Linked DNA regions of Mus musculus: regions 2, 3, 4, 5, 6 and 7 are each linked to region 1. Evidence: chromatin contacts called from public ChIA-PET, HiChIP or PLAC-seq, capture Hi-C and promoter capture Hi-C data. All regions are on one chromosome and are shown on one strand. Each heading gives the region's core, a stretch centred on a gene start, on an enhancer-like site or on the middle of the called end of the contact. The rest is flanking DNA. Distances are from core to core; before and after follow the strand shown. Region 1 holds the start of Chmp6 (charged multivesicular body protein 6). Region 2 overlaps Slc38a10 (solute carrier family 38, member 10). Region 3 holds the start of Aatk (apoptosis-associated tyrosine kinase). Region 4 holds the start of Slc38a10 (solute carrier family 38, member 10). Region 5 overlaps Rptor (regulatory associated protein of MTOR, complex 1). Region 6 overlaps Rptor (regulatory associated protein of MTOR, complex 1). Region 7 overlaps Rptor (regulatory associated protein of MTOR, complex 1).

Region 1 (4,087 bases), core at 102-2,601:
ACTCTGTGGGTCACTGCTGTGGCCACCAGGCCCTGGGAGGCTCAAATGTAACAAAGGGTCTGAAGTTGACATCTTCTGCCTCCCCCTCCCCAGCCACTAGCCAAGTGCGCTCAGTCCTCCTGTTCAGCCCATTTCTGTTCTGTGTCCAAATGCCGACCCTTCAGGCGGAGCCATGATGAACAGGTACAGGCCCTGGGCACATGTCACACACAGAATGAAACCCTGAGGCAGACTATTTCAAGTGAAGGCCATGGGCACCTTTAAGGTTTAGTTAGTGAGAAACCATTCACCATAGACTGTAGGTTACCTAGGAGAACAGGCTAGCTGGGGAGCTCTGCTAGCGTGTTTTGTGTGTGTGTGTGTGTTTGAGCATGGGCCTGGGTGTGGTTCTGGGTCTCCCACCTTCACCCAGTGTCCTCTACAGGGTCTGCCCCACGGTGGGCATCAACTGCATGACAGAGAGTGCTCACTATTTCCACCCTTTAGGTTTGGAGACCTTGAGTTAGGCTACCCATGCTCTTCTCGGGTGGTTATTTCTGCCAGCTGTTTACAAAGCATCAGGCATCTTGCCTGGGGAGACAGGGGCACCAAATGGAGCTGCAGGATGGCCAGACTGTGCCTCTGGAGACCAAGCAATCTGAGCAGGTCAGGCAGTGGCAGCAGCAGCACCTGGAGCTAGGCACTTTCCTTCCTGGTGCCTGGCGCTCTGGGACTGTTCAGATGTGTGCTTGACAGTGGTGTCCTGAGCCTCCGAATTCCACAGAGGAGCAGACAAGGTGTGTCCTGTCCGCAGGACCCACCTCTGTGACAGTTTTACTTAGAGATGGAGGGCGGTGTCCTGAGACACGAGTGTCTCGGGGGCTTCCAGCTCACACAGAGGCTGCAGAGATGGGGGACGAGCACCCTTTCCCAGTAAGAATCACGCTGAGACTTTTAGTGAAAGCCACGCCCACGGGATCTTTATCTGGGGGCTTTTTCTAGGAACTTTCAATAACTTATGGCTTGGGATTCCAAGGCCAAGGCCACAGGCTTCCTTCCTGGCACCTTCTCTCACGGATCGGCGCTCAGCCCCGAGACACAATCCCGGTCTTTCCGGGCCGAGCCGGGGCTGGTCCAGGAGTCTGCAGCTGGGCGCGCCATGGCACCGGAAGCGCGGCCCGCTCCGCTTCCCGCCTCAGTTTCCCCCACGGGGCCCGGCCCCCTGCCCGCCGTAGGCCCCTCACCAGGATGGCCCTGTCCTGTTCGGTGACTCGGCTCTGCTTCTTGCGGCCGAACAGGTTGCCCATGGCGGCCCCGCGCCGGCCGGCCGAACCCGTCGCAGCCGCCGCTCTGCGGCCACCGTACTCCGCCCGACCTACGGCGGCCGCGCGGAGCCACGCGCCTCAGAACGCGAAGCAGCTTCGTCCCTAGCGCAGCGCACCGCTGGACTTACTAGGCGATGCGAACGCCCTCCCTCGGCCTTTCAGCTAATCAGATGGGACTGTGATTAATTCAGAGCACCTCACAGGAGTGAGCCTAAATCAGGCTTCCTGACTTTCAAAACCGCCCAGCCGACGCCCCCCTCCCCGCTGGCGCAGAACATACACACACCCAGTGTTTTGGACCTACAAGTGCTTGCTGAGAAGTGTGCACCAGCGTTCACCTGCCATTCGGCGCTGTCACCTTCGTCCCCTAGTTTCCTCACTGTGGACAGTCCTTAGGCTACCGTTGAGTCAGCCCGGTTGCTGGGACTGACACACTAACCCCAGGGATTCTCTGATCACACCTGCCCTCTGTAGGCCCTTGGTGAGTCAGGGGGCGGGGACAAGACACTCATGAGTGGGGCTCTACACCCTAACAGCCCCAAAAAGGGCGCCACTGTCCTGAATTCAATGCCTTTGCTAGGAGGGGAGTTCTCCTTCCCCACGGCAATCATCCGGGTAATATCCCTTCGGGAGGCAGACAGTACAAGCAGCTGGGCCAATTACTAAGCATTCTTGTTCATTTACACCTTTCTGAACGAAGGGCTCAGTCTTAGCCTCAGGCTCAACACATTATGAATCCAGTAAAGCCAGTGGCTATCCCTCGGCAGGCAGCTTCTTCTGATTCCTGAACTGCCTGCATTTTCCCTTCCCCCACCCCCAACTCCTTCAGTAAACAAGGGCAGAAGGCATGGAGGGGGCTTTCCGGTGTCGCAGCAGTGGCTCTTGTGACTCCTTAGGCATAAGAGGCTCCCAGTCTTGACTTGGTTTTAAGAACAGCACGAGAGGCTGAGAGTAAAGTCCATGGTAAGGACTTGGGGCAGGCTCTGGCTACCAGACCTAGGGTTCTAGCTCCTTCTGTCACTTAGAAGCAGTTTCTAGAGGTTGGTTTTTTTGTTTTGATTTGATTCCAAGGGGCCTTCTAACTAGCCAGGAACCCTTTATCCCAGGGTTCTCTGTACAGTCAGCTGCCCTAATCGGGCTCAGCCACTGACTTTGATGGTTAGCTGTCATATCTTAGTCTCCAATGCTCTGTGGGCCAACTGGCCCCATAAAATCGCAGTAATGGTACCCTGTCCCTGTGGTCAACATGACTATAAAGGGCAGTACTGGGGCAGAACTTACTAGAAGGCTGGAGCTTCCGACCTGTGTGGTTCTCATGCCCTAACCAAGGGCATGTTCAGGGGTGTGGGACAGAGGTCTTGTGCAGGTCCAGGGTATCTCTGGCTGGTTTGGGACTTGCTATGCAGACCAAGATGGCCTTGAAATCACCCACTTTCTCTGTCCACTCTTGTCTACTCCGTGCTAGGATGCCCTGACATCCCAGAGTCACTAACTGAGGCCCAGTCTGTCAAGCAACAGCCCACAGTACCCAGTGCCTTGCTGGCTGCAACCATTTAGCTAGGAGTATTTATTGCCCAGGGAGGGTTCTGTTTCTACCATAACACTCTGGAAGCGCTTCCACACATTCTTCCTAGTTCTCTGCCAATACAGAGCTGGAAATGTCTGAATTCTTTCCGTCTGTAAGCCAGGATTTGGCAACTATGGCCCGTGAGTCAAACCGGTTTGATCTCCCCTCTCCTTTTTATACAGCCTACAAGCTAAGAATAAATATGGTTTTAAAATTTACTTACTTATTTTAAAGATATTTTCCTCTCTCTGTAGCCCTGGCTGTCCTAGAACTCACTCTGTAGACCAAGCTGGCCTTGAACTCCCAGAGATCTGCTTCCCTTTGCCTCCCTTTGCTGGGATTAAAGATGTGAGCCATCATGCCCAGTAAGTTTTCTGTATTTTAAAAGGATTCTCTCTCTTTCTCTCTCTCTCTGTCTGTCTCTGTGTCTCTTTCTCTGTCTCTCTGTCTCTCTCTCTCTGTGTGTGTGTGTGTGTGTGTGTGTGTGTGTGTGTGTGTGTGTGTGTGTGTGTCTGTTATGGCTTATTTATTTATTTATTTATTTTGGTTTTTTGAGGCAGGGTTTCTCTGTATAGCCCTGGCTGTCCTGGAACTCACTTTGTAGACCAGGCTGGCCTCGAACTCAGAAATCTGCCTGCCACCATGCTCGGCTGTTATGGCTAATTTTACGTCAACTTGATATAAGCCAGAGTCACCTGAAAGGAGGGAATCTCAGTTGAGAAAATGCTTCCATAAGATCCAGCTGTAGAGCCGGGCATGGTGGCTCACACCTTTAATCCCAGCACTTGGGAGGCAGAGGCAGGCAGATTTCTGAGTTTGAGGCCAGCCTGGTCTACAAAGTGAGTTCCAGGACAGCCAGGGCTATACAGAGAAACCCTGTCTTGAAAAAAACAAAAACAAACAAACAAAAAAGATCCAGCTGTAAGGTATTTTTCTTATTTAGTGACTGACTTGGGAGGGCCCAGCCCATTGTGGCTGGTGCCATCCCTGGGCTGGTGGTCCTGAGCTTTATAAGAGAGAAGGCTGAGCAAGCCATGAGGAGCAAGCTAGTAAGCAGCACCCCTCCATGGCCTCTGCATCAGCTCCTGCCTCCTGTCTAAGTCCCTGTCCTGATTTCCTTTGATGACAGACCATGTGGAAGTGTAAGCCAAATACAATAAACCCTTTCCTTCCCAGCTTGCTTTTGGTCATGGTGTTTCATCACAGCAATGGTGAC
Region 2 (4,030 bases), core at 396-2,895, 210 kb before region 1:
CGCAGAGATTCACCTGTCTCTGCCTCCCAAGTGCTGAGATTAAAGATGTGTGCCACCACTGCTTGGCTTTGTTTTTTTGTTGTTTTTTTTGTTTTTTTGTTTTTTTGGTTTTTTTTTATGAAACAGAATTTCACCATGTAACCTTGACTGTCTTGTAACTCACTATGTAGGCCAGGCAGCCTCTGCCTCCTGATTGCTGGGATTAAAGGCAGTTCCATCCACCCCAGGCTATTACTTATTGACATGGGGTTGGGGTTGGAGTGTGTGTGTGCGTGCAGGGTGTGTGTGTGTGTGTGTGTGTGTGTAAACTCAGATAGTCGTGTTTATACAGCAAGCATTTTATGAACTGAGCTGCCTCACAGCCCTCAGCATCATTATTGCTTCTGTTATGGACGGTTTCTCACGACCCCAGGCCTACACAGCTCTTTGACTTTACAGTGGTGTGAAGTTCACTCAGTAGATGCCGTACATGGACATTCGACCTTCTCAAGTCAGTGCTGTGGAAGCTCTTGTGGCACTGGGCGGCAATGACAAGCTGTAACTCCCTTCTAGCCCACTCTCAGAAGTCAGTGACACTTGACACTAGGGATGGCAGCTGGGGTGGTGATGGGCACGTCCTTAATTTCAGAGCTCAGGAGGCAGGGGCTACTAGATCTCTGAGTTCGAGGCCAGCCTGGTCTTCAGAGTAAATTCCAGGACAGCCAGGGTTACACAGAGAAACTCTGTCTTAGAAGAAAAAGAAAAGACGAGAGATGGCATGTTGGTTAGTGCTAATCTTCTGCTTGACAGCACCTCTGATCACCTGAGAGACAAGCCTCCAGGCACTAGATGGTGGGCTAGATTGTGAGGGGTTATCTTCATTCCCAATCAAATGAGATACTCATTCTAGTAGTGAGCCAGGACCATCTCTGGTTGGGGCATCATGGACCCTAGAAGTGAGCTGAGCAAGGGTCTCCCTCTCCTTCCTGCCCAGGATACAGCTGAGCAGCTGCCGACGGCTCTTGCTCCCGTGCCTTTCTTGTTATGGGGAGCTGTACCCTGAAACTATGAGCCAAAGTAAACCCCTCCTCCCCTAGGTGCTGCTGTCAGGGTGTTCATCACAGCAACAGAGAGGAGACTGAGGCCATTGTTTCCAACTTTAGGTAGTTTCAAGTTACGTTGGGTTTATCAAGGTATAACCCCATTGTAAATCTAGGAGCAGCTGCCCTCAGTTCTGACTGATGTTCCATTTTTGCTCCTTAGTGTTCTGTGGTTTAGTCCTGTCTCCTGGCATGCTTAGTACTTTTCAGTCATGTTTAGGAAACGACAGAGGTTCTGAGCGGTGTGACCCCACCCCCACCCCCACCTCCGGTGTGCCTTGTGAGGTCATGGGCAGAGGCTGTAGCTAGCTGGGATAAACTTGGGTTCAGTGTGCCCTTGGTCCTCGGATCTCATGTTGCCGATTCTCGCTGCCTTTCATCTTGGCATCATCACTCTCATCTTGGCAGCTGCTGTGCTCCCTCTGTGCTCTGCTCTCCCCTGGCTCGTACTTGAGGAAAGCGGCACACGCCGGCATCATGCTTGCATGGGCTTTTGTGCTCTCCCTCAGGCTGTGGCCGCTGGAGCCTATGCTCCAGTTCTCAGTGCCCAGCCTGGTGAGTCACTCTGGAGTCTAGACTGTGGCCTTTCCCTGAGTGCTTACCTTGCTCCCTGGAGTTGTTGCCCGTGTCGCCAGCCGGGTGACCTCAGTGTTCTCACCTAGTGCTGTAGGTATATGGGGAAAACGTGCAATACCAGCTTTCCGCAGGACTTGATGTGGCAGCTTGGCAGTGAGGTTAACTCATTGCCTGTTGGGTGGCATATGAGCTTACTAGTTTGTCAGATCCTACTGTTTAACCTCGGCTGTGTGGGGGAGGGTAGGATGGGAGGGGATTCTAGTTAGAGAGACTTTCTTGGGGCTGGAGAGTTGGCCCAGCAGTTAAGAGAATCAGTGGCTTTTGAAGGAGACCTGCTTCTGCATGGTAGTTCATAGCCATCTATAACCTCTGACCTCAGGGGGCGTGAGGCAGGCATGTGGTGCACACTTGTGAAGGCAAAGCCCTCATACACATAACATTTATAAATGTAAAATTTAAAGGAAGAAAGATTTTCTTGGGCTGGGGATTTAACTCAACGTGTAAGAGTATTTCCTTATCTTCCCGAGAACCTGAGTCGGGTTCTCAGCACCCACATGGTGGCTCACAGAGTAGATGCCTGGTTGCTCACTTAGTTGGCCTACAGTCTGCTGCTGGTCTCTCCCCTCTGTTCTCTCACCACCACAACGCCATGGCACCTGCTGCATTTGCTTGCCTGGCCTTTGAGACAGGGTCTTGTGTAGCCCAGGCTGGCCTCAAACCTTCCACATAGCCAAAGATGTCCTTGAGCTTCAGCTGGGCCTGCCTCTGTCTCTCAGGTGTCAGGTAGTGCTAGAGATCTGACCTAAGGCTTCACGTGTAGCGCACCAGGTGTCTACCAATTGAGCCATGACCTGGTCTAACCTTTCCTTCCCGAGGCTCGTGAATGTTTGAACTCCTCTCTGACTGAGGTAGGAAGATACTGCAGTTCTGCCGTGAGTCCTCTGTGCTGCTGTCCTCAGCCAGGTGGTCATTTGGGCTGACTGGGGCACGTGGTAGCTTCCATACTGTGAAAAACATTCTCTGGAAGTGTGGCCAGGTCTGAGAGGCAGGAACCAGGCCCTGTCCCAGCTGCTCCTGCAGAAGGAAGGGACAAGCTGAGCCAGCTCCTCCGGTCAATTGAACGTTTGGCTCAGTGCGGTGTTTGCTCTCTGCTCGGGGGCCTCACAAAGAGCCAGAAAAGGCTGGTGGGCAGCTAGTGCGAGGATGCGAGGGTGCGTGAAGGAAGGGTGATGAGAAAGCATGACAGTGGCCCAGTGAACGGCAACAAAAACCTAGCTTCACCCAGCAGTTGCTTTCTGTCTCTAACCCTTAGTGAGGCTGGCTGGCCTTGTGGGTTGCTGTTTGAGGATCTCCTGCTATGAAACCAGCAGGGGGCACTGCAGTCCCAGGGACGCTTGCAAGAGTAGTGGATTCTTCCAGGAAAAAAGGCTCTGCTGGCCCCACTTTGGAATCAGCTGATCTTGGGCAAGTGTGAGTGGCACACACCTGCGCACATAGCAATGAGCTCTCAGCAGGTCAGTGCCTGTCTTGTAGTCTGCTAGAGTGAGGTGCCTGAGGCAGGGGGACCCGCTTACCCACACGGCACCGTTGGTACTGTTGGTATCAGAATCAAGGTGCTCTACTGAGCCTGGCCTTGGGTATATGTTCTGTCTCTAGAACTCGTGTATGGACCGTTTTGTCCAGGACAGAAAGGTGTGTTCTCTGCCCAGTCCTAGGGCTCTACAGTGTTAGGAGTTAGGGCTCTTCGGGGGGCCACTGTGGAGCTCCTTGAGGGATGGGGGGAGATAGGATGTTTATGGACTGTGTCCCTGCTCAGACCCCTGTATTTTCCAAACCTGAGCTGCACTGTAGGGGGTGGATTTGTGTCTTTTCCTGGCTGGCTCTGGACTACATTAAGATGGATCGATGCCAGAATTGCAGTCAGCAGGGTGCTCTGAAATCAGATGTCTGGCACACCGGATCCTGCTTATCGACCAAGATCCCTGCTTCAAAAGCAGCTCTTCCGCTGCAGGAAGCTGAGGCACAGCTCTGGGAGCCGGGCTAACTCTGAGGCTAGCTGGGTCTTCTCCCTGGGCCTGAGGCTACCCTGGGCTGGCTCCCCGTCCCTGACTCTCTAGCCTGCCTTGCAGCTGACAGGACTGGAAAGGAACTCAGAACTCCAAAGGAGCTGTTAGCACTGCATCACACACACGGTGGCAGTCCGCATACCGACCCACAGCCCAGTACAGCTCAGGGACAGTTTGGGACCCTGGGCTTCCCACACTACCCAAGATGTATGTTCCTGCTTGTTTGCACTCACTAAAGAAACTTCGTACCTGTGGTCAGTAGCACTTAGTATTCTTTGGGTATGTTCTGTTCTGGCTGTGGCAAAAATG
Region 3 (3,701 bases), core at 550-3,049, 130 kb before region 1:
CTGCCCTTGCCTGACATGGGAAGAAGTTGTTCTTCTTTGGGTCAGGCCTCTCTTGATCACCCTTTCCATAGGGTTCCAAGAGAACACCTAGTCAGCCATGAGCTCAAGACCAACCCAAAAGCCCATGTGCCCTCCAGGTGAGCAGTTTTGGGTCACTCTGCTGACAACATGAACAGAGATGGCTACCCCCAAACTTCACAAGGACCATGTCAGAAAAATCAGGGCAGCTCTGATACCTCGGACCCTGCTGACTCTGACCACTCTATTCTAGTCACTGCTGACCCTCTACCCAGACACTCCCTCTCCCCCAGTCTTGGGGCCCTCCTGCCAACAGGGCCCCTCCGACTAGCAAAATCCCTTTGCTCTCCCAACTTCGGACCCCAAAGGGCTCTGTAACTAGGCCAAGAATGAATGAATAGTAGTATAGCTGGTTGTCCAGGACCCCAGAGCTGCATGCAGGTGACAACCCCTCTTCGTGCCTCGCCTACATGCCGCCAGGCCTGCAGCTTCTTAGCAACGCTGCAAGATGGCGCTGCGGCGGGAGGAGGAGGGGCGCGGGGCACGGCGTCGGTGCCCGGCGCCGCCGCCTGCTCCAAGCGCCCCGGCTGTTCTGCGCTGATGGGGCCAGATGGGGCCAGCCGTTTGTCGCATCGTGGCACAGCTGCAGGCGGTCAGTGCAAAAACAGCACCCCAACCGGTGTAAGCGTGTCCTGACAAGCCACCCCCAAACCTGCGAGTAACCCTGTAACCATGAGTTCCTGGATCCCCCACCTAGTATTTCCTTCCACCATCCGCTACTCAGCAGGACCCCAGCTCTGCACCTCCATGGACACTCCGGTCTGTAACCTCACCTGTGACCCTTGGCCTCCGTGACAACCACCACGAAGTCAGTGACCTCTTGAGATGCCCACAGTCTCAAATCAGCTTCCAGTCTCAGTCGCTCTCCCATCTAGGGCTTGACCCCTCATCCTCATCTCAGCCTCCCCGGACCTTCGACCTCCGTACTCTCCTCTAACCTGCCTGGATGCCCCTGGCCTTCGTCACTCGCAACCATCGGCTCCTTCTTCCAAAACCCCCACCCACTTAGTAGCAGACTTCTTTGGAGCCCCAAAGCCTCGATGACCCCACTGTCTCCATCTCAACACTCCGTGTCCCTCCTCCCTGTCCCGTCCAGTCTCCTTTCCAGTAGCCGAGGCCTGCATACCCTTTCCCTCAGCCCACACCCTTCGTATGCCAAGACCTGCGTGTCCCTTCTCTGCTGTGTCTCCGCTCGGTGCTCCTCAGCTCCCATAGCATCAGCCTCTGTGCCCTCTCCCCAGCCTGCATCCTTTAGTGTCCCACAGCCTGTACCCCTCCTTCTGCCTAGGTCCCCTACCTTTCCCCCAGTCTCCATGCCTCCCAGGCTTCGGCCCCCTCCGTATCATCTGTGCACTCCTACCTCCCCTCCGTGCCCTCAGACTTCATTTGCCCCCCCCCCACCGTAGTCCCAGCTTCCGTGCCCCCTCCCCATCTCTTAGTGTCCCACGACCTACGTGAACCTCCCCTGCCTCTGTCCCCTCTCCGTGTCCCCAGCCTTCGCGCTGCCCAGCCTCTGCGCCCCTGTCTTCATCCCCCCTTATTTCATAGCCCCCCCACCTCCGTGACCCCTCTCCTTCCCTCATTGTCCCACGAACTGCGTGCCCCTCCCCTGCTTTGTCCCAGAAAGTAACCCCCAGCCCCCATCTCCATCCCCCCCTGCTCCCCCCCCCCCACCTCGCGCGCGCTCCCGCGTGTTTTCGGACTGCACCAGCCAGAGCCCCGCGGCGCCGCGGCGGCGGGCGGAGGCGCCTAGTCTGTCGCCGCCCCCACTGGTGCCCGCGCTGCGGCGGTGGCTGGGGGCGCTAGGAGCGGGGGGCCGTGCGCTCCGCACCTGCGGAGGCCGCTGGACGATGATGCCGGAACGCCGGCCCAGGCCGCCGGCGTTCTGAGCTTAAGCGCAGCGCCCGCCCTGGGGATGCTCATCGCGCTGCTGGCCCTGGCCATGTCGTCGTCCTTCTTCAACCCCAGCTTTGCCTTCAGCTCCCACTTCGACCCGGGTGAGTCCGCGCGGCGCCCTCGGAGGCGGCCTTGCGGCTGCGACTGCCCCCCCACCTGTCTCCCTACCGCCGACATGATGCTGCTGGAGCCACGGTTTCCCATTTTGCCTGGAAATTAACCCTTTCTCCGCCCTGAGTCCCCGCAGAAGAACAGGGACCGGCGAGGACCCACTACAGGTCTCCGGAGGTGGGCAGGCCTTGGGGCCAGACCCTGTACAGCCGGCCCCTTCAGCGCTGGCTGGCAGCATCAGCCCCTGCCTCTTTGGATGCCTCCCTGGCACAGGTAACTGGGACAAGAGGGCCTGTGTTGGCCCCAGGTGTCCCGGAGAGAGGTTGCCAGGACTCAGGGCCCTGGGGAGGTGAGGGGTGTTCTGTGAGGCAGGGCAGGAGCCCAGGCCCGCTGTGGAAGCTTGCTCATCCATGTTCTGGTGGAAGGCTCCTTCCTAACCCTGGTGCTGTTTTCTGCAAATCCCTGGCAAGGCAGCGTGCCCATCTCCCTCGGCAGCCTGTGGTGGGTGTGGGGACCGACGAAGACCCTAGCATGAGCCCACCTGAGGTCCCATTCTAGAGAGGTGGTGCTGACTAACTGCACAGGACCTGGGGTCGGGCATCTTGCTCCACCTGGCTAGTGGACACCAGGGTAATGTGTTTACCACAACTGCCTGGCCACGGTGGACAGCTGTGGTGGGCAGAGGGGGCCAGGGCAGCTGTTTCTAATCCTGATTCTGTTTGCTTAGCCTGGGAGGGAGGGGAATGAACCTGTGCCCAGGAGGAGCCTGGAGTCCCACCCACAAGTCCCTGGAGCTTTGGCTTTGGCTGCACAGCCCAAACAAAGCCCGGCTCACATACGATGACTCTCCTGGGTCTCCCTCCTGGAGTGGGGCCAGAATGTGCAGTGATGCACAGAGTCCCCTGGGCAGGGCTGGATCTGAAGGCATTTGCTCCCAGGGAGGGGAGCCGATGGAGCTGTCTATCTGGTATAGGGCTATAAGTGTCCTTTGCTCAGAAATGACTTCCTGGGTGAGCCAAGGGGCTTGGAGGTCACCATTTCACCAGGCAACCAAAGGCACAGAACCTAGGGGTTGTGTCAGTGACCCCTTAAACCCAGGGCGGGAGTAGAGGTGGTATTGAGAAACCACCCAAGGCCCAGACTACCTTTAGGGACAGATATCCAAGGGCAGCATCACCAGTCTCAGGATGTCTCCCATGGCAAGCCTCACCCGGCCCTTGGTCCTTCCAGTGGGCGGCTACTCCTGACTGCAGACAGGTGGCCTTGGAGCTGTTGGGGTTGGGGTGGGGCCTAGGCTGACCACAGTAGGGAGGAATCTATGTGCCCTCCCACCTGCCTCTGCTGGGCCCAGACCTGCCCTGGTGGCCTATCACCCTTTGCTCCTCCAGGGTATCCAGGACAGGGGTGCCCTTCCCCCACATCAGAGAAACAGCAGGGTTCTGCAGCTCTTGCGTTTTTTTGCGCAGTAGATCAGTGTAATTACAGTGTGCTGCTTTAATGATCTAAGGGGGAAAAGTGTTGTAAGCAAGAGGACTTCTCTTGAGAGCTGTATGCCTGTGGATATTGTATCCCTCCTGTCCTGATAGTCCACCCATGGGTGTGGATGATGGTGATGA
Region 4 (4,200 bases), core at 65-2,564, 240 kb before region 1:
TGTCTTCAGACACACCAGAAGAGGGCATTGGATCCCATTATGATGTGGTTGCTGGGAACTGAACTCAGGACTTCTGGAAGAGCAGTCAGTGCTCTTAACCACTGAGCCATCTCTCCAACCCTATTCTGGCTTTGTATTCAATTACTCCTTTTTTTTTTTTTTTGTTCGAGACAGGGTTTCTCCACGTAGCCATGGCTGTCCTGGAACTCACTTATGTAGACCAGGCTGTCCTCAAACTCAAGAGAGCTGCTTGTCTCTGCCTCCTGAACGCTGGGATTAATGGCTCATGCCACCAATTGCTCTTTCTAGCTTTTCCTTTCTCTCTCTCTCTCTCTCTCTCTCTCTCTCTCTCTCTCTCTCTCTCTCTCTCTCATCTCTAGAAGCTGCTCTGCCTGATGCTGGAAGAATTTGTCCCTTGTCTGAGATCTTGCATGGGCCTCAAATTGTTTTCTAGGAGAGCCTCTTTAGGCAGCTTGAAGTTCCTCCTTGCATGCACAGCTCTGGCCTCCTGGAATCATTGTGGGGTCTTTCTTGGACCTCAGGTCCCTAGGCCTTCATTCACCACAGACACCACCATAAAGAACACTGCCAGGTGCCAGTAATCCACTTAGGTGTTGGAGCGTTCTCTTTTCTCTAGTCTCTTTAATGTCCATTACTCCAGGAAGAATTCTCATTAGTCCTTCCAGTACAGAAGCCACCATCTCTTGAAATCCTAGATTTCCCTAGTCTCTCCTTTTTACCTTTCCTCTGGTTTTCTTTCATATTAGGGCAGTAGACCATTTTCACCCACTTAGCGTATCAAACAGACACATCTCCATGCTCCCTCCTCCAGGCTGTTGTGACTTTGCTGAGTCTCTGAACCTCCCGGTGTCCCGATGATTTTTATCTGTAAAACGTTAAGTGCTAATTTTGTCCCAATAAGTTGGCATTCAGTCTAGACAGGTCCTCCAATTGTGACCCAAAATCCTTCCTGTGCGCAAGGACCTGAAAATTAACCCTCAAGAGCCCACTCCTCACCTGAAAGGTAGTCCTTCTCTTTCTCTCCTGTTGTTCCACTAGAGGTTGTACCCAGCAAATGACTCTTCTACCAGCGGCCACAGTCACTAGTCTAAGCCTGGAACCCCTAACCCAGATTGTAGCCCCGCCCTGATTCAGACCCCGCCCCACGTCCCGCCGTCCCTCCCCCCACATACTTCTTATTGGCCAGAGTTACGCCTAGCTCCGCCTCTGGGCCCACCCAAACCACGCCTCCTCGGGCATACACACCTACTTCTAGTTGGCTGGCGTCCCGCCTCATCCCGCCCTTTGATACCGTCACTTCCTGGTAGAGTAGGCTCCGAAGGCGGAAGTTTGGGTGCCGGAGGCAGCGAAGCGGAGCTGAGGTGTTGCTAGCGTTGCCTGCGGCGCTTCCGGGTTCCCGCTTCACTCTGGGGAGGCGGAGGCGGGAACCTGGAACCATGGCTATGAGGCTGCTGCGGAGCCTGGCAGGGTCTGGAGGCTGACCTCGCGACGCCTGTCCGCGGCCCCCCCTGCTTCAGGTTTAGGGTTATCTAGGGTCGCTCTGTCCTGGTCCCTAGACCCTCAAAATGACGGCCGCCTCCACCTCCAAGTGGGGGCTGATCACGAACGTGGTGAACAGCATCGTGGGCGTCAGCGTGCTCACCATGCCTTTCTGCTTCAAGCAGGTGAGTCGAGGGCGCGGGGGCATCAGGTTGAAGTGCTCGTTTGGTGGGAAGGGGGTGTGAGCACCGCGGGTCGGGAAGAGACCCAAGCAACGTCCCCGAAGCGAGTCGCGGTCCGGATCTGCGCGCTCAGCGGTTGCTCACACTGTACGGAAAGGCACAGAGAAGGATACGTTAGCGGATTGATAGTGGTTTTGTTGGTCCTGTTTTTGACTCTGACCGACTGCATGGCACGGAAGCATGCCGGTCCTCGGCTTCGGCTACTCACCTTTACTCAAGGCGATTTAAAGCATTCGTTTGGTCTGATCTGTATCATGTGTCACCGCAGTTGGAAAAGCCGGCATACAAAAAAGTTTGGTGTTATTTCTGTGTTGAATGCCACATGAAAAGATGGTCATTTCTACGTGGCTTTGTTGTGTCTGCCAGTGAGTTGCGGAAGCAGATGGAAACGTCAAATTGGGTAATGACTCTCTTAACAAAGGGAGTGGCGGGGTTCCCCGTCGCTCATCCATGCCACGCGGGCTGCTGTCCTGTTCTATTGAAACAGTGGGTTATCAAGGCAGAGACCACTCCTCCTATCTGATGACTCCCAGGAGATGAGGTGGAAGATTAATCCGGGATAGACATTTGGAAGTGAAAATGGGTTGTTGATAATTTAATAGTAGACTAACAACTACTTCGTGTGTTTTGTCGTTCACATCCCAGGCTAAAAATAGAAAACAAGTTTTTTTAATCAATGAGTTTTTGATCCTCAACAACCTATCCTGATTGAGACTGTATCTAGGGTTCCCGGGTAGGGTATTTGATATGGTTAATAGATGTAGACAGGAGGACAGAGCTAGATCCTCTGGGGTGACATCTGTGTTGTGAACCCCAGTGTTGAGTTGTTGGGGGATGGTTTTGGGTGTCTTTGGAGTGCCTACGTGTCCCAGTGTCCATGGAAACTGTCTGTCAGCAGAATTGCATCCTGGGACTTGAGTGTTGGCTGGTTTCGAATCTCCAAGTGAACTCTGTCATCCTTGCTGCCTGTCTGTGAAGTGTGACTGACCCTTTACTGGGGTCTGTCATAGCTGACTGGGAAATTAGCTGTTTGGGCTCAGGTGGTTGAGCAGTCTCTTGTGGAGCCTGGCTGTGCACAGGTGCTAGGCCTCTACCAGAGCAAACGGAGATGATGAGCCCAGTGAAGATCTGCTTGGGGAGAGCTTGGAACCCAGTGCAAGAGAGACCAGAAACAGTCAAACTGTGCCTAAAACCTGTCAGTTCCTATCACTAGATTGTTATCTCCTCCGGAGCCTTGGGGCAAAGCCATGAGTCCAGCAGAGTGGGGAATGTCTTAGTGTTTAGGGGGAGCTAAAAAAAAAAACCAAAAAAAAAACAAACCTTTGGGTTTAGAGCTAGTTTGTTTAGTGATTCCGGCAATTAAAAAGGAGAAACATTTTATTGTATTTAGTGTGTGGAAAACTGCATATATTTTAAATGCACACTTGATGAATTTTCATGAGGTAAAGGAACATATGTACCTTACTGTACACTTGAGGAATTCCATAATGCTGGCACACTTACCAGTTAGTTGTTCCCACCCACCAGAAGACGACTACCTGTTGCTCGACTGTGCCAGAGGTTGGATGTGGCTTGGTTTGACTTGGAGGAGGTGGGGTCATGGTGTGTGGGAGTCAACTTGTGGTTGATAATGCTATGTTCTGGATAGACCTGTGTTTCTCTGGGGGCACACACAGATCCTGCCCTGGGTGTGTGTGTGTGTGTGTGTGTGTGTGTGTGTGTGTGTGTGTGCCTGCCAGCACAGGTGTTAGATGCACAAGTGCATCATGTCCTCTGCAGTGTTTGGCAGGACCATTCTGGTGAGAGTTTGTTAAGCTTTGTTTGTTTACTTATTTTGAGCAGTTTTAGCTTTAACTGAGTAGAAAGCACAGGCGGCCCCCATATCCCGCTTCTCAACTCCCCATTTCGGTAACACACTGTTCTGGTGTGGTAGAGCTAATATTTTGTTTTGTTTGTTTATTTATTTCAGTGCTGAAGTTCTAATTCCAGGCAAACATTCTACTGCTGAACCACATCCTCAAACTACTGTGTCTTTTTATTTTATTTTATTTTATTTTATTTTATTTTATTTTATTTTATTTTATTTATTTATTTATTTATTTAGAGACACTCTCACTATATAGCCTTGGCTGGCCTGGAACTCACTATGTAGACCAGACCAGGATGGTCTTGAGCCCACAGAGATGCACCTGCCTTTGTCTTCCTAGTTCTAGGATCAAAGCCTGAGTACTGTCTTGCCTGGTGCAAACCACTGATGCCTTAATTGTCATAGTAATTGAGGGACAGTTTATACATAACAAAACGTAGCTGTTTTCCGGGTGTGGTCCTTTGGGTTTTGATGTGTGTATACAGTCTATGGCTACTGTGGTCAGGACATGGAAGAACTTTGTTATCCCCAAAAGTCACCTCTGCCCCTCTGTGATCAACAGCTGTCCCTCCCTCAGTCCTCTGCCTTGTG
Region 5 (4,114 bases), core at 994-3,493, 190 kb after region 1:
AACAATATATACTGCTACCATTCCCTAGACTCACATGGTGGCAAGGGAGGTATTTTGAACAACAGGTATCAACAATTTCAAAACCTTTATTGAAATCTTCAAAAGGTCAGAAAAAAATGAACACCTACTTCTACCCAAGAAAGACCCTAAACCAGCAGTCAGAGACCTCACACAACAGTCTGCCCTGCCCTGGGCAATCCAATGCTTCGAGTCTTATAAATACCACTTGAGAGCCTATGACAAGAAGGAAATTCCCTACTCGTTTTCTCAAGCCACAGAATATTGATTACTTGGAACAGAGAAAAATCCAGGAAAATCTCAACAGGGAACACAGATTTTAAAACAAACAAACAAACAAACAAACAAACAAACAAAACCAGCCAGCCAGCTGAATTAAACCATGTGTGAAACAGACGATACACAGAGATAAATAAGCCATCTCAAGAACAGGTGTGTGGCATTTAATACAGAGTCACAGGATATCATGCCGTCCCTTATAAGTTAAGGGAGAATAGGGATTCTACCATCTTAACAGAAATACATCAAACCAAGGACTTTAGAAAAGTCAACATCTACTCATAATTTTAACATACAAACAAAAACAAGCAGTAACAGATCTAACACACAACGAAACAAAGGCTTTAGAAGGCCAGTACCTCATCATGATTCTCTGATATAAAGCAGGAACAGTTCTTAATTTGATAAATAATTGTTTCCATCCTCCCCCTCCTCACAAAAAGCCTCCTGCAGACTCCACAGGACTGAGTATTCCTCAGGAAGCCACAAAAGAGACAAGGGGGCCCAGTTACTGTTTCCTTCTCTTAAAGGCCAGCAGTGGAAAACAAGAACAACACATACAAGGCACAAGCGAGAAAAGAAGAAACGAAAATGCTCGTCTGCAAATGAGAAGCAACTTTACACCCTGAGGAACTATTAGAATCCACAAGAGTCTGGAGAACGTCCTTCCCGAATACTCAAGTAAGAAAATTAAGAAACTTACACTTTTATCAAGAAAGCTATCATATCCTGACAGGCATTTTAAATGATCACAGTCTAAAAGATCATCTGTAATGATCTTCTAGGATCTGCCTGATCACCTGTAGCCAAAGACACAGCATATTCCAACAAGTACGCCTTTTCTTCTTAAGAACTACTTTTATTCTTACCTGTTTATTTACTTATTTGTGTGTGTGTGTGAGGGGGCAGGGAGGGGGAGAGGGAGAGAGACAGACAGAGACAGAGACAGAATGTATGTATGTCACATGTATGTAGGTGCTGATGCTAAACCCTGATGCTAATGCTACAGGTGATTATGAACCACAATATAGACACTGGGAACTGAACCAGGTCCTCTGGAAGCACAGCAAGTGCTCTAACTGCTGGGCCATCCAGCCCCAAAGTCTTACGGAAACAGATGACTGTATTCAGTAATTTTTCTTTTCTTTTTTTTTTTGGTTTTTGTTTTTGTTTTTGTTTTTTTTTCGAGACAGGGTTTCTCTGTGTAGCCCTGGCTGTCCTGGAACTCACTTTGTAGACCAGGCTGGCCTCAAACTCAGAAATCCACCTGCCTCTGCCTCCTAAATGCTGGGATTAAAGGCGTGCGCCTCCATGCCTGGCTTAGTATTTTCTTATTAGAGCAAAAAGCCAAGATTAACCGAAACATCAAATAAGAAGAACAAAGGGTACCTATGTCTCCTCAAACTAAGACACTGAAAACCAAGACTGCTGATTGGCCCAGGACAGAGATGACTCATGCCAAAGCTGGCATCGATGGGGAGGTAGCAGTGAGCTATGCATACAAACCCTAAATTCTCAACCCAAGATCTAGTTGCAGTCCAGAGTACATTTTCATAGACAACGGTCTTCGTGTGTAAACCTTGCTCCCATTTTAAAGTTGATTAGTTAATAAAAGGCTAGAGCATGTGATTGGGCAGTAGAGAAAGGAAGGCGGGACTTGAGGATTGAGTGAGGTGACTCAGGAGAGATGCCGGAGTAGCAGGGAGAAGACAGAAAGAAGAGGAAGTTACCATGAGGCTGGATGAATCACGAGCCTATGGCCAGGAAAAGTGGACCCTGAGGACAGGCTAATGGAAAAGCAGCCCAGGTGGGCCTCAAACAGCAGGTGACAAGGGGCAAATGGTTTGAATATAGTAGGAACCTGCTCGATTCAGTGTTACAGCTTATAAATTAAGTACTGGGTTTTAGTGTCTTTTATACACATATAAAATAAATAAATAATTTACAGTGAGCTATAAACACAAAAGCAGATTCCATCTCACGCTATATATGAAAAGGGTCCATCACAGGCCTAACTATGGTTGGCTAGGTCAGGTGCAGTTGCCCCTAGAGAGAACACTGAGTGTGACCTGTTCAGCATAAAAACTCCTGTCCTTTAAAGGACACTGCAAACAGAATAGAAAGCAAGTCATAAATTTAGAAAAGACAGCCACAGTTCACAGGATGATGAAGAGTTTCTGTCTAGAATATAAAGAATTCCATCAGGATCAACAGGAGACAACCCAAGAACAGCTGTGTGGCCAGCTGTCAATCACCAGGACTCAGACTCAACAGGTTCCAGAGAAATCTACGATGGAACAAATGGACTTTTTCTAAGTACGGCCAATAGAGTGGAAACAAACAAAAGCATACAGAGAAGTCTATGCAGGGAAGTCCCAGCCAACCGAGAAGAAACACTAGGACCCTGCGTCTGCACTCAATCCTAATCCACCAAAGTCCACACCAGTGTCTGCACCTGAGGGAGTCCTGATCTACCAAGAGGAAGAACCAAGACCTGTACCTTCACCCACAGGATGGTCGCAACACATCAACTTAAAACCACTGGAAACGGCGTTATGGTTTGATTTTGAAACGTCCCTCAGCAGCTCATGTGGTCCACTACCAGTAGAGATGATTTAAAAAGCTGTAGACATAGGGACTATTTGAGTGACTTATGGTCACTGGGGTAGGCTTGAGGATTAGAGCTCGGTGCCACTTCTGGTCCTAGCTTCTGCTTCTAGGTGGCACTACGTAACAAACGGCTGCATCAGCCACCATAAAGTCACCTGTTGCCATGTCTCCCTGCCAGGAGCTCTACATTGCACAAACATGTATAGCTATGCTCAAGTTCCTGACACCCACGTAAAAACCGGATGTAGTGGTGTGTGTCTCTAATCCCAGCACTGTGAGGAGATACTGAGGATTGGAAGGCTTGCTGGCCGGGTAATATAGCAGAGATTTAACAGAGATCTCTGGATTCAGAAAAGACCCTGGCTCAAAAAATAAGAGGGAAGATGACTGAAGAAGACGCCACATGTGGGGAGCCGCCCTCACATTCGCCACTACAAGATGGCGCTGACATCCTATGTCCTAAGTAGTAAACAAATAATCTGCGCATGTGCCAGGGTAGTTCTCCACTCCATGTGCTCTGCCTTCCCCGTGACGACAACTCGGCCAATGGGCTGCAGCCAATCAGGGAGCGACACGTCCTAGGCGGAGGATAATTCTCCTTAAAAGGGACGGGTTTTGCCATTCTCCCTCTTGCTCCTGAAGAAGTAAGCAATAAAGCTTTTGCTGAAGAAGATTCCGGTTGTCCTGAGCGTGTTCTTGCCGGCGGAACAAAAGCTCGGGCAATAGCCACATACTAACTTCTACATGTATGTAACATAAGACCATTTAAGCATACATACTTACTTACATACATACTCACAAAAGTTTGTGTGTGTGTGTGTATATGTGTATGTGCAAGCTAAAATAAACCCTTTCTTCCTGAAATGATTCTGCCTGATGAGATGAGATGAGATGAGATAGGCAGAGAGTAAGAAGCTTGGATTCCTCTGTGCCCTCATGTCAGTATGTAAAAAGATAGAGTGAGAAGGCGTGAGACTGAAGAGGGCACACATGGCTCCACAGCTTCCTTTCCTGAAAGGGACGGTGAGTTCCTGGTGGTCCATGACACCATATTCCTTTAAATTCTACCTCTTTCTTAACAGATAGCAAGATAGCTTAGCAGGCTGCCTGGTGACGTGAGTTCAGTTCTAAGTACCCACATGATAGAGAGAGAGACTGACTCCCAAAAGCTGTTCTCTGGCCTCGCATTAATGCTTTAATGCTGTGG
Region 6 (4,088 bases), core at 886-3,385, 210 kb after region 1:
GCTCCACCATGGAGCTGCCTGAGAGCAGCTTCACATGAGGTTTGTAAAACTGTCTCTTTCTCTCATGCATTATTCAACAGTTCCTCCTTCCTTGATTTGAAAAAGAGGTAAGAGCCCAAAATAGAAACTCTGACGTATAGATCAGGCTACTCCACTCCTAAAATAAAGGATTCTCTTCACTTCCCCAGTCCTGCTTACGAGGCCCCACAAAGGAAGCACTGTTCTTAGCTGGAGCACTTCCCCTTTGGTTTCGGTAGCATCTGTGGCATGCTTGCTTGGTTGTCACAATTGCCAGCTGAAAGGTAAAGCCATCCTGCAATTAATTCTCACAAAATGTAGAAGCATGCTCACCTCCATGACAAATCAATGGCCCAACATAAAATAGCTCTGAGTTTGAGAAAAGAACAGAGCTTTAACTCTAATGGGGACCTTGTGTTCTAATCTGATATAGTATGAGAAACATTAGGAAGAAAATCATGTGCATAACGTCCACCATTCATACAAGAAAGAAGAAAACCCAGTCTTGCGTGTGTATACCACCCATTAATGAAACACTTAAGTGCTGCCCAAGGGGGCAAGGGTGCTGAGGAAACAGGACTAGCAGCCAGATTGCCCTCACATCCTTCACTGCATTTAACTTCGAATCAGGAATTAAGTTTTACATAATTACAAAGCAAAACTAATTTTGTTTTATAAGACCTTAGAAGACATAAGAAGGAGCTGGAGAGATGGCTAAGTAGTACATCACTGGCTGCTCTTGCAGAGGACCTACGTTTGGTTCTGAGTTAACTGTGAGGTTTGACAAGTCAGGGTATTCTGTGCTCATTCCATTCATCCTCCACCCCAAGTCCAGTTCCAGGGGATCTGAAGCACTCTTGTGACCTCTGTAGGCACTGAAATACACTCAGATGTTCATGTACATAACGTTAAAACAAAAAGAAAAAGGAAATTTTAATTTAAAAATAATTATGCATAATTTTTTGGTACACGTCTGGCACCCACAGAGGTCAGAAGATCGCATCAGGTCTCCTGTAACTGGGGTTAGATGGTTGTGAGCTGCCATGTGGGTGCTGGGAACCAAACTCAGGTCCTCTGCAGCAAGAGCAGCAGGTAAACTTAACCACTGAGCAGCCTCTCCAGCCCCTAAATAATTTTTAAATTGTAAGCAAAATCAAACAAATGGATTTGATTACACACCCAGGTGGCTATTGAAAAGACAGACAGAATTCTTCCCAGGGACCATGACATAGGGTAAAGTGCCCACACCTAAGCCTGTCATCAGAGGAAAAGCAGACACCCAAAGACAACTCTCAAAGACCACTGTTGAGTATAGTGCAGGGTTAAATGGAAGCTGAAACGTCCCACCATGAGCCACCTGAACTCAAAGAGGAGGAGGAGGAGGAGGAGGAAGAAGAAGAAGAGGAAAAGAGGAAGAGGAGGAAGACAAGGGCGATGAAGAAAAGGAGCAGCACCATCACCCATCACCACAGGATCAAAGAGAAACCCTGGAGCCTTACACCTGAGTCAGCAAGTGCTCACAGCGGAAAAGGGCTGGGTGTGGCCGATGTGCACTCCTGTGGCTAGGATTTAACCTCTCTAAATATGCCATCCCAGGAATAAATAAACAAGCAAAAAAAAACAAAACAAAACAAAAACAAAAACCAGGGACTCCTCAGAGATAGGACTTGGGGTGGAGGATGCATGGAACGAACACAGAATACCCTGACTTGTCAAACCTCAAAGAATAGAGGCAATCACACACTCCTGGGCCTGCATCAAAGACCCAGGAGCCAGCAGGAATAGTTCCATTTGCCATTGCCAAAATACAGTGAATATCAATGATTACCAATGCAGAATGCACCGAAGAGCTTGGCCACACACATGCCCACATCCTTTACTGGTTACCTATGAGAAACCTACTACTTTAAAACAGGCATATAAAGGACAGTATATCAACTCTGGTCTTTCTAAATGTAGTGACTTCAAGCTATCCAATAAGTGGAGAGGAAGTGTGGATAAACAACCCAGTTAACCAGCAAGAAGGGATGCCAGGGGCACTGTTGCACCATTCTCCCATAAGCCCAGCGAGTGGAGCCAGGCAGAAGAAAACCAAGAGTTCTGTACACATAAAAAGAAGCTTGCAGAACCACTTCTGAAGCACCCCTGAGCACCAGAATCTTTATAAGCCTCTAGGTTCACCTGCCATACAGAGGAATTCCAAGGACAAATGCCAGTGTGGTTTGCTACTGGGGTAGGAGTCAACAAACCACAGAAACATTAAATTCCACAGGATGCAGAGAAACTCATTTCTTTAATCAGTTCATTTAAGGGGGAAAAACGAAAACAGACAGAACAGGGAATGAGCTTCAGAAAGGAAGTGAGTAATAGAGCATGCCTATGGATCAGCAGGGTAGATAATTCGATCAATGATGCCCTCATCTGTGACCTACGCACATAGACTGCACGCTTAAAGAATCTGTTCTCTTTAGAAATGAATGGAGCAGCATGACACATGGAACGGGCTCCAAATTGAGCCAGATGAGAAGATGGGAAACAGGTGGGTGACAGAAAGCTGAGGACACAGGGAAAGTGCCCATGAGAGTAAGTTTACAAATACACACACACACAAAGCTACAGACACAAACAGGCAAATGTGCAGACATTTAAGCCATTTCTCTGCTTCTGTGCCTGAGTAATGGGGACAACACATGGCCAGACTAAATGTGCTCACATGAAGCACTTCCCAAAGGATGATCAGAGATTTTAAGGAAGAGCCCAGATAGGTAAAAAATCTTTACAGAACTTTTATTTATCAAAAGCAGGCTGTGCAGGCTTTATTGACACAAGGTAGAGAATAGTTTAAAAAGACAGAACCTCAAATGAGAAATGCCCCAACCAGACAGGCCTGGGTCTATCATTTTCTCAATTAATGACTGATATAGGAAGCCCAGACCGTGAGTGGTGCCACACTGGGAACGTGGTCCTGAACTGTCTAAGAAAGCAGGCTGAGCAAGCCATGATGAGCAAGCCAGTAGGCAGCATGCCTCCACAGCTTCTGCTTTAGTTCCTGCCCCTCTCTCATCTTCCTGCCTTGAATATCTAGCCTGGCATTCCTAGTGATGAGAGTTATAAGATGAAATAAACCTTTCCTCCCAAGGTTGCTTTTTGGGCAAGGTTTTATCACAGTAATAGAAACCTAAGACACAGACATGCCAATAATGTGAAGGATTATCATATCCCCCCCCCAAAACCCACATTTATTACCCCAGTAGCAATTGGGGTGCTTAACAATCATCTCCAAACACTAGAAGAAAGTGTCAAGTGTATTCGGGAAATCAGCCAGCGGCAAAGAGGCATCTTTGATTTCTCTGCACAGCAAACATGGAAAACACCAATACCTGAAAGGCAGGTGGGATCCTGGAAACCAGCAGCTCCTGACCAATGAAGGGCAACTCTAGGGCTTAGAACAGCACATCATCTCCTCCATTGCTCTAGAAAGAGTAGGCCTCCTCTGTTCACCCTGGGATGTTCCAGTGGCTTGGTAGACAAGATGGCATATTGGCTACTGCTCCAGAGCAGAGCACTCTCCATTCAGGATTGCACTGTCTTGTGAGTACATAAATCACTTATCACAGACTCCGGGGCAGGGTGGTGGTGCATCTAGCTTCTCTTAGAATAATGTTGCCAACGGGGACATAAAAGTGCATGTGTTCCTGCCCAGCTGCAGCTGTCAGAGGACAGAAGAATATTTTCTGACTCATAAGGTCATCTATGGCCTTAAACATTATGCAGACATGCTCTCTGCACATGGAGACACTTGATAAATATTTGCAAACACTGTAAGTGCTATTTTTAGGCCAGGCCATTTCCAAAATACAAAGTACCTAATTTATCTACAATAGGTGAGAAGCATAAAGGTTATAGGTTTTTAGCATCATGAGGTCATGTTTACACCACGCATACCCAGGATGCACTACAGCATGACTGGGGACATATGAGGTCGTGTTTACCCCATGCATACCCACTGCCCACTATAGCATGACTGGGGACATATGAGATCATGTTTACCCCACACATACTGTATTAGT
Region 7 (4,037 bases), core at 229-2,728, 240 kb after region 1:
ATAAAGGCATAGGTGCCAGAGGCTGGGTGAGTTATAGATTCAGTCTTCAGCAAGCATGGTTTCTTTGTCAAAATCTGTCAAACAGAAACGCTGACCTCATCGGGAGGGCAGAGTGGTGAGAGAGATCCTTGGGAGGCTATGAGGAAAGGACTGAGCCCTCTTTACAAGATGAGCAGCAGAGGTGGAGAGGTGCTTGCTCTTCAGACAATACTAGAGACAGGGAGACAGCAAGCAGGATGAGGAGGGTAGGTATGAAGGAACTCTCTGGGGTAGAAAGTTTCAGAGTGGCAGCGTGTGTGTCCTAGTGTGGCTTGGGGACCACTCAGGAAGAAGGCTGGGCATCAAGGACCCTCTGGGTGCTGGGGCTGACCTGCTCAATATTATTCCCATCAGCCCTCCACTTACCGTTTGTCTGTTTGTTTGTTCCCAAACAGGGTTTCTCTGTGCAGCCCTGGCTGTCCTCAGCCCACTCTGTAGACCAGGCTAGGTTCCAACTCAAGAGATGCCCCTTGCCTTTGCCTCCCAAGTACTGGGATAAAAGGTCTACACCACCATGCCCACCCCAGCTTCAACTTCCATTTTCAGTCTGAGAAGAATGAAGCAGTAGCACTTGAAGTCAGGGTAAAGGGCTAAAGAATGTCACTGTTAAATCTGGCCAGACCAAAGCCAAGAGTCTCTCCACAGCCGCTAAGCTACCTGCCCTCTCACCAAGGCAGAGACAGCAAGGCCGAGGGCAATCCTCAGAGCCTGATGCAGCACAGCAAGGGAGGGAGAGGAGGAGCAGTGGTGGACGGCTGGAACCTACTCTGTGCACCACTCACCCTTCCCACTGCCTCTGAGAGCGAGCCTTTGACACAGGGACTGCAAATAACGCCACTTTCAAGAAAGCTGGAGTCCCACAGCACTCTAGTCACACAGCATGATACATCCTGCAGGTGAAAGCAGACGCATCTCCACAACCTACCTTTCTCTAAAGTATGTGTAAGCTTTCAAAAGAATGGGTAGTCAAGAGATGGCGACTCCTTTGTGCTCTCATTAGCTAAAATGGCAGCTTAGGTTTGCAAGTTTGGAACTGGTTTTAGATCTAAGTTCCACATCCAGAGGGCTGTTGTAACACCGTGGCCTTTGGGGACAGGGCAAGACAGGAAGTGCGTGGGCAGGGCTGACTAATAAGCCTTTCGGCTGAAGAGCATCCATCGGAATTGTCCCTGAACATGCTGCATGGAAAGGCTGTCAGGCAAGAAGAGAGGAAAGAGGAGGGGAAACAGGCTGGTACAAGATTATGGCCAGAGCAGAAAAACATGCAAAATGTTTGTCTTGGGGACAGTTGCTAACATCTGGGCAGGAAGCAGCTAAGGGAGACTATCACAACACAATGGTTAACCCCAAGACTGCCACAAGACACATCTACACCATCTTACAAATTTAATGAGATCAGGGGCAAAGCGCATCACACAAGAGTTTGAATCATGTCAGTATGAGTCATTCAGCTACAATTCTGCCCGTGGCTAGGAGCCCTCACTTGCAGTTTGTCACAGAAACACAGACAGGTGGATCATGCCCAAGCTCTGGCTCCACAGAGAATCCAGCTATTTTGGAGGAAAGAGAAGGCTGCCAGCAGAGGAAGTCAGGAGGATAGCACAGTCATGACATAGGGGCAGCCTACAAAGGAGTGACATCGATGCCATGATAGTGCTGTGTCCAGATGGGCAGTACTGTTCTATCAAAATGTGATTGTCCCAAGCTGAGAGCCACCACTACTAGTTCAAGGCAGGCTACTCCACAGTGATCTCTGAGCACCCCCACTCCACCCCTGAGCTCCACTCGCTTCTTTTCAGGTTGTCCACATGCAACTCTGACGCGCTCCCGAGTAAGGCAGAGCACACTGACTTGCACCAGTACTGGTGTGCAGCACATCCCACTGTAAATCCCATAGAGAACACTAGGGTGGGGTGAGGAGGAGCACTAGCACCATCCGTCCCACCCCGCTCCTCCCTTAGAGCAGAGCAAGCATGTAGAGCCTTCTGACACAGGAACCAGGAGCAGTCCAGAGAAGAGGCTAGTAGGACCCCAAGCCCCTCTCGAGGGCTCTGAGGGTGTAGGCAGCAGGGAAGGAGAGAGAGAGCTGGAGCAGTACTCCATGCTTGACCCCTCAGGCTTCCCAACAACCTGCAGCTAGCCTGCTTAAGGGAGGAGGCACATAGGTCCAGCCCCTGCAACCCAGAAGTACGGACGTGCACATAAACACTAGGCTCTGCAAACACCTGTGCCTAAACCCCACAGGACAAGCCTGTAAACCCAACAGAAAGAAATGTGTCTGTCCCTGGCCACGTCAGCTCTACTTCCTAGAAAGCAGCTAACAAGGCATGTGTGCAGTCCAAGTGTACAACCCGATCACAAAGCTAAGATGGCTGCTCTTCAGAGGAGGAGTGTGCCCAGGAGCCTTGCTTTGCTGGAGAGAGACCCCACTTCCCAAGTCCACTGCTTGTTGAGAAGATCTATAAAAACATGTTTCATTCGTTGACTACAAATCCACTGTGACAGATACAAGAATGCACTGCAGAGGAGCTAAGATTTAAGACCTGCTGACTGCAGCCTCGGGAAACAGGAGTGTGTGGCTCCTACTGACCACTCAGCTCCCTGAAACGCCACGGTGACTGCACAGAGCCTTTGCCATTCATTCCTGCTGGCCAAGATGAGAAAGAGCTCCTACAGTTATGTGCACTCACAGCGAAAAGCCTGTCCCCTTGCCTGGCAAACAGGCCCGTTCAGTGGTCACCTCAGCTCCCTGCCAACTGTTACAGGTGCACCAACCCTCCTTACCTCCCACAGTAAACGGTAATGACTCCCACAGAACCTACCTGGGAGCCACAGGAGAGCTGGGACCTACCCCAGCAGAGTGCCTCCCACTCCATGCTTTAGGTAAAGGAGACCTGGCGAGTGCTCCATGTCAGCTACCTCAGCTCCTAAACTTGCATCTTGTGCTAAACTGCCAGCACCTCAATCTGTCAGGCAAACTCCTAAAAGCCCAAAAGCCTTTGCTCTCAGCTCCCATAAGACTTCCTCTTGAGGCTCATCATGACATAAGAGGGCTTTACTGGTGAATTTTCAACAGAAACCACGGCTGGCATTTTCCCTTTGCTCTCCTGCAAAGCTAAAGTCTATTACCTAAAGGTAATAAGGAAAGTCTTAAATGTAACTAGGAACAGACATTCCACCAGTGCAAACCGATAAACTATCAATCAGCCAGGCAAGGAAATACGGCCTAATACAGAGTCTGGCAGCCTCTGGAAATAAAATCACAATGGCTTCTCTAAATTCTTTACTGAACCAAATTCACCTTTATCAAAGTATCTGATTTTGAATAATCACAGCTAGAAAATGAGAAAATGTGGCAGCTGGGCACAAGCAATGCAATGGGCAGCATGCCAGGCACCCTGGCTCCTTAGGGTGCAGTCAGGTCTCTGCTCCTTCTGCTGTGGAGATTAACACTGCTGTTTGTTCCCACCCACACCAATGTCCAGGCCACAGTGACTTCAGCAAACATGAACGGAATGACCTCACTGCAGACTACCCGACCTCTGTGAGTGGTGCAATAAAGCATACGGAGGAAGAGAAAACTGAATCCAGGGTCTTTCCATCAGAGGTCTTGGAATTTAATAACATCCCTATTGTTTTGTTGCAGATGGCACATCAACCTCTCTTTATTACTGCAGAAATACAAGAGCTCTGTAGAGGACAATAAAGTGGTGCATGTTTAGCTTTGCAATGTTTCAAAGGATCCTGATTTACAGTTGGGGATCACACATCTGAGCTGTTCTGTGCAAATTTCCTCTCAGCATGAAGTCTGCACCTACTAAGAGGCTCTCATGGATATCAGGCCTCCTTACTCTGCCCTCAGCCATATGAGAGTATCTAAGCAGGAAAGCGCTCTATGCACACCAAGCTCTTTACAGTAAGTACATCCCCGCATGTTCTCCAGCCAGTCAGAGGCATACTGGTGACAACTGTTACCTTAGGCTTGTTTCTAAAATGGA

What was found. ChIA-PET counts read pairs in DNA pulled down with a chosen protein or histone mark. HiChIP or PLAC-seq counts read pairs in DNA pulled down with a chosen protein or histone mark. Capture Hi-C pulls out chosen DNA fragments and counts their contacts.
Region 2: a contact with region 1 is called in a FOXA1 HiChIP or PLAC-seq map of pancreatic cancer cells. The contact joins the enhancer-like site here to the promoter of Chmp6 in region 1. A contact is called at or near these places in 3 of 39 promoter capture datasets (the SN4741 cell line, embryonic stem cells and hippocampal neurons), 1 of 15 datasets of contacts at CTCF or cohesin (embryonic stem cells), 2 of 115 datasets of contacts at active chromatin or transcription factors (pancreatic cancer cells and pro-B cells) and 2 of 9 other capture datasets (embryonic stem cells and liver).
Region 3: a promoter capture Hi-C map of pancreatic islet shows a contact between it and region 1. The contact joins the promoter of Aatk here to the promoter of Chmp6 in region 1. A contact is called at or near these places in 6 of 39 promoter capture datasets (the 3T3-L1 cell line, embryonic stem cells, hippocampal neurons and 2 more), 4 of 115 datasets of contacts at active chromatin or transcription factors (bone marrow-derived macrophages, lineage negative bone marrow cells, microglia and 1 more) and 3 of 9 other capture datasets (adipose tissue, liver and pancreatic islet).
Region 4: a contact with region 1 is called in a capture Hi-C map of embryonic stem cells, with 2.1 times the contacts expected there. The contact joins the promoter of Slc38a10 here to the promoter of Chmp6 in region 1. A contact is called at or near these places in 2 of 39 promoter capture datasets (the SN4741 cell line and hippocampal neurons), 3 of 115 datasets of contacts at active chromatin or transcription factors (bone marrow-derived macrophages, effector CD8 T cells and pancreatic cancer cells) and 1 of 9 other capture datasets (embryonic stem cells).
Region 5: a contact with region 1 is called in an H3K4me3 HiChIP or PLAC-seq map of bone marrow-derived macrophages, with 2.4 times the contacts expected there. The contact joins the enhancer-like site here to the promoter of Chmp6 in region 1. A contact is called at or near these places in 1 of 39 promoter capture datasets (the SN4741 cell line), 6 of 484 Hi-C or Micro-C datasets (ECoMG-derived neutrophils, the N1E-115 cell line, bone marrow-derived macrophages and 3 more), 4 of 115 datasets of contacts at active chromatin or transcription factors (bone marrow-derived macrophages, embryonic stem cells, microglia and 1 more) and 2 of 9 other capture datasets (adipose tissue and pancreatic islet).
Region 6: a contact with region 1 is called in an HNF4G HiChIP or PLAC-seq map of pancreatic cancer cells. The contact joins the enhancer-like site here to the promoter of Chmp6 in region 1. A contact is called at or near these places in 4 of 484 Hi-C or Micro-C datasets (ECoMG-derived neutrophils, the N1E-115 cell line, colorectal tumor organoids and 1 more) and 3 of 115 datasets of contacts at active chromatin or transcription factors (bone marrow-derived macrophages, embryonic stem cells and pancreatic cancer cells).
Region 7: a contact with region 1 is called in an RNA polymerase II ChIA-PET map of effector CD8 T cells, with 18 read pairs. The contact joins the enhancer-like site here to the promoter of Chmp6 in region 1. A contact is called at or near these places in 2 of 39 promoter capture datasets (the SN4741 cell line and embryonic stem cells), 3 of 484 Hi-C or Micro-C datasets (cerebral cortex, embryonic stem cells and stem cell-derived neural progenitor cells), 5 of 115 datasets of contacts at active chromatin or transcription factors (the 230-238 cell line, bone marrow-derived macrophages, effector CD8 T cells and 2 more) and 1 of 9 other capture datasets (liver).

The regions. Positions count from the first base shown.
Region 1 is chr11:119,911,074-119,915,160 of GRCm38.p6, reverse strand. Chmp6 (charged multivesicular body protein 6) reads right to left here and starts at 1,351. Exons shown (of 8, transcript NM_001085498.2): 1 at 1,224-1,351. The coding sequence starts at 1,286. It overlaps Gm39485 (a long non-coding RNA gene), which reads left to right and starts at 1,349. Exons shown (of 3, transcript XR_003949830.1): 1 at 1,349-1,785.
Region 2 is chr11:120,119,871-120,123,900 of GRCm38.p6, reverse strand. The region is part of intron 10 of Slc38a10 (solute carrier family 38, member 10); the gene reads left to right. Among named protein-coding and RNA genes, the nearest start is that of Ndufaf8, 23 kb to the right of the region's middle. Within about 2 kb of position 1,645, at least 20 of the 459 cell types and tissues checked have an H3K27ac peak or open chromatin away from gene starts, as enhancers often do. A contact at or near this core is called in pancreatic cancer cells, where this site is marked.
Region 3 is chr11:120,045,243-120,048,943 of GRCm38.p6, reverse strand. It overlaps Aatk (apoptosis-associated tyrosine kinase), which reads left to right and starts at 1,799. Exons shown (of 14, transcript NM_001198785.1): 1 at 1,799-2,075. The coding sequence starts at 1,994.
Region 4 is chr11:120,148,465-120,152,664 of GRCm38.p6, reverse strand. It overlaps Slc38a10 (solute carrier family 38, member 10), which reads left to right and starts at 1,314. Exons shown (of 17, transcript NM_024249.5): 1 at 1,314-1,685. The coding sequence starts at 1,587. It overlaps Gm11769 (a long non-coding RNA gene), which reads right to left and starts at 2,258. Exons shown (of 3, transcript XR_389232.4): 1 at 1,951-2,258; 2 at 1,267-1,827; 3 at 1-886.
Region 5 is chr11:119,726,265-119,730,378 of GRCm38.p6, reverse strand. All of the region lies in intron 4 of Rptor (regulatory associated protein of MTOR, complex 1), which reads right to left. Among named protein-coding and RNA genes, the nearest start is that of Rptoros, 110 kb to the left of the region's middle. Within about 2 kb of position 2,243, at least 10 of the 459 cell types and tissues checked have an H3K27ac peak or open chromatin away from gene starts, as enhancers often do. A contact at or near this core is called in bone marrow-derived macrophages and microglia, where this site is marked.
Region 6 is chr11:119,705,493-119,709,580 of GRCm38.p6, reverse strand. The region is part of intron 3 of Rptor (regulatory associated protein of MTOR, complex 1); the gene reads right to left. Among named protein-coding and RNA genes, the nearest start is that of Rptor, 100 kb to the right of the region's middle. Within about 2 kb of position 2,135, at least 9 of the 459 cell types and tissues checked have an H3K27ac peak or open chromatin away from gene starts, as enhancers often do. A contact at or near this core is called in pancreatic cancer cells, where this site is marked.
Region 7 is chr11:119,674,447-119,678,483 of GRCm38.p6, reverse strand. The region is part of intron 3 of Rptor (regulatory associated protein of MTOR, complex 1); the gene reads right to left. Among named protein-coding and RNA genes, the nearest start is that of Rptor, 74 kb to the right of the region's middle. Within about 2 kb of position 1,478, at least 132 of the 459 cell types and tissues checked have an H3K27ac peak or open chromatin away from gene starts, as enhancers often do. A contact at or near this core is called in the SN4741 cell line, bone marrow-derived macrophages, effector CD8 T cells and 1 more, where this site is marked.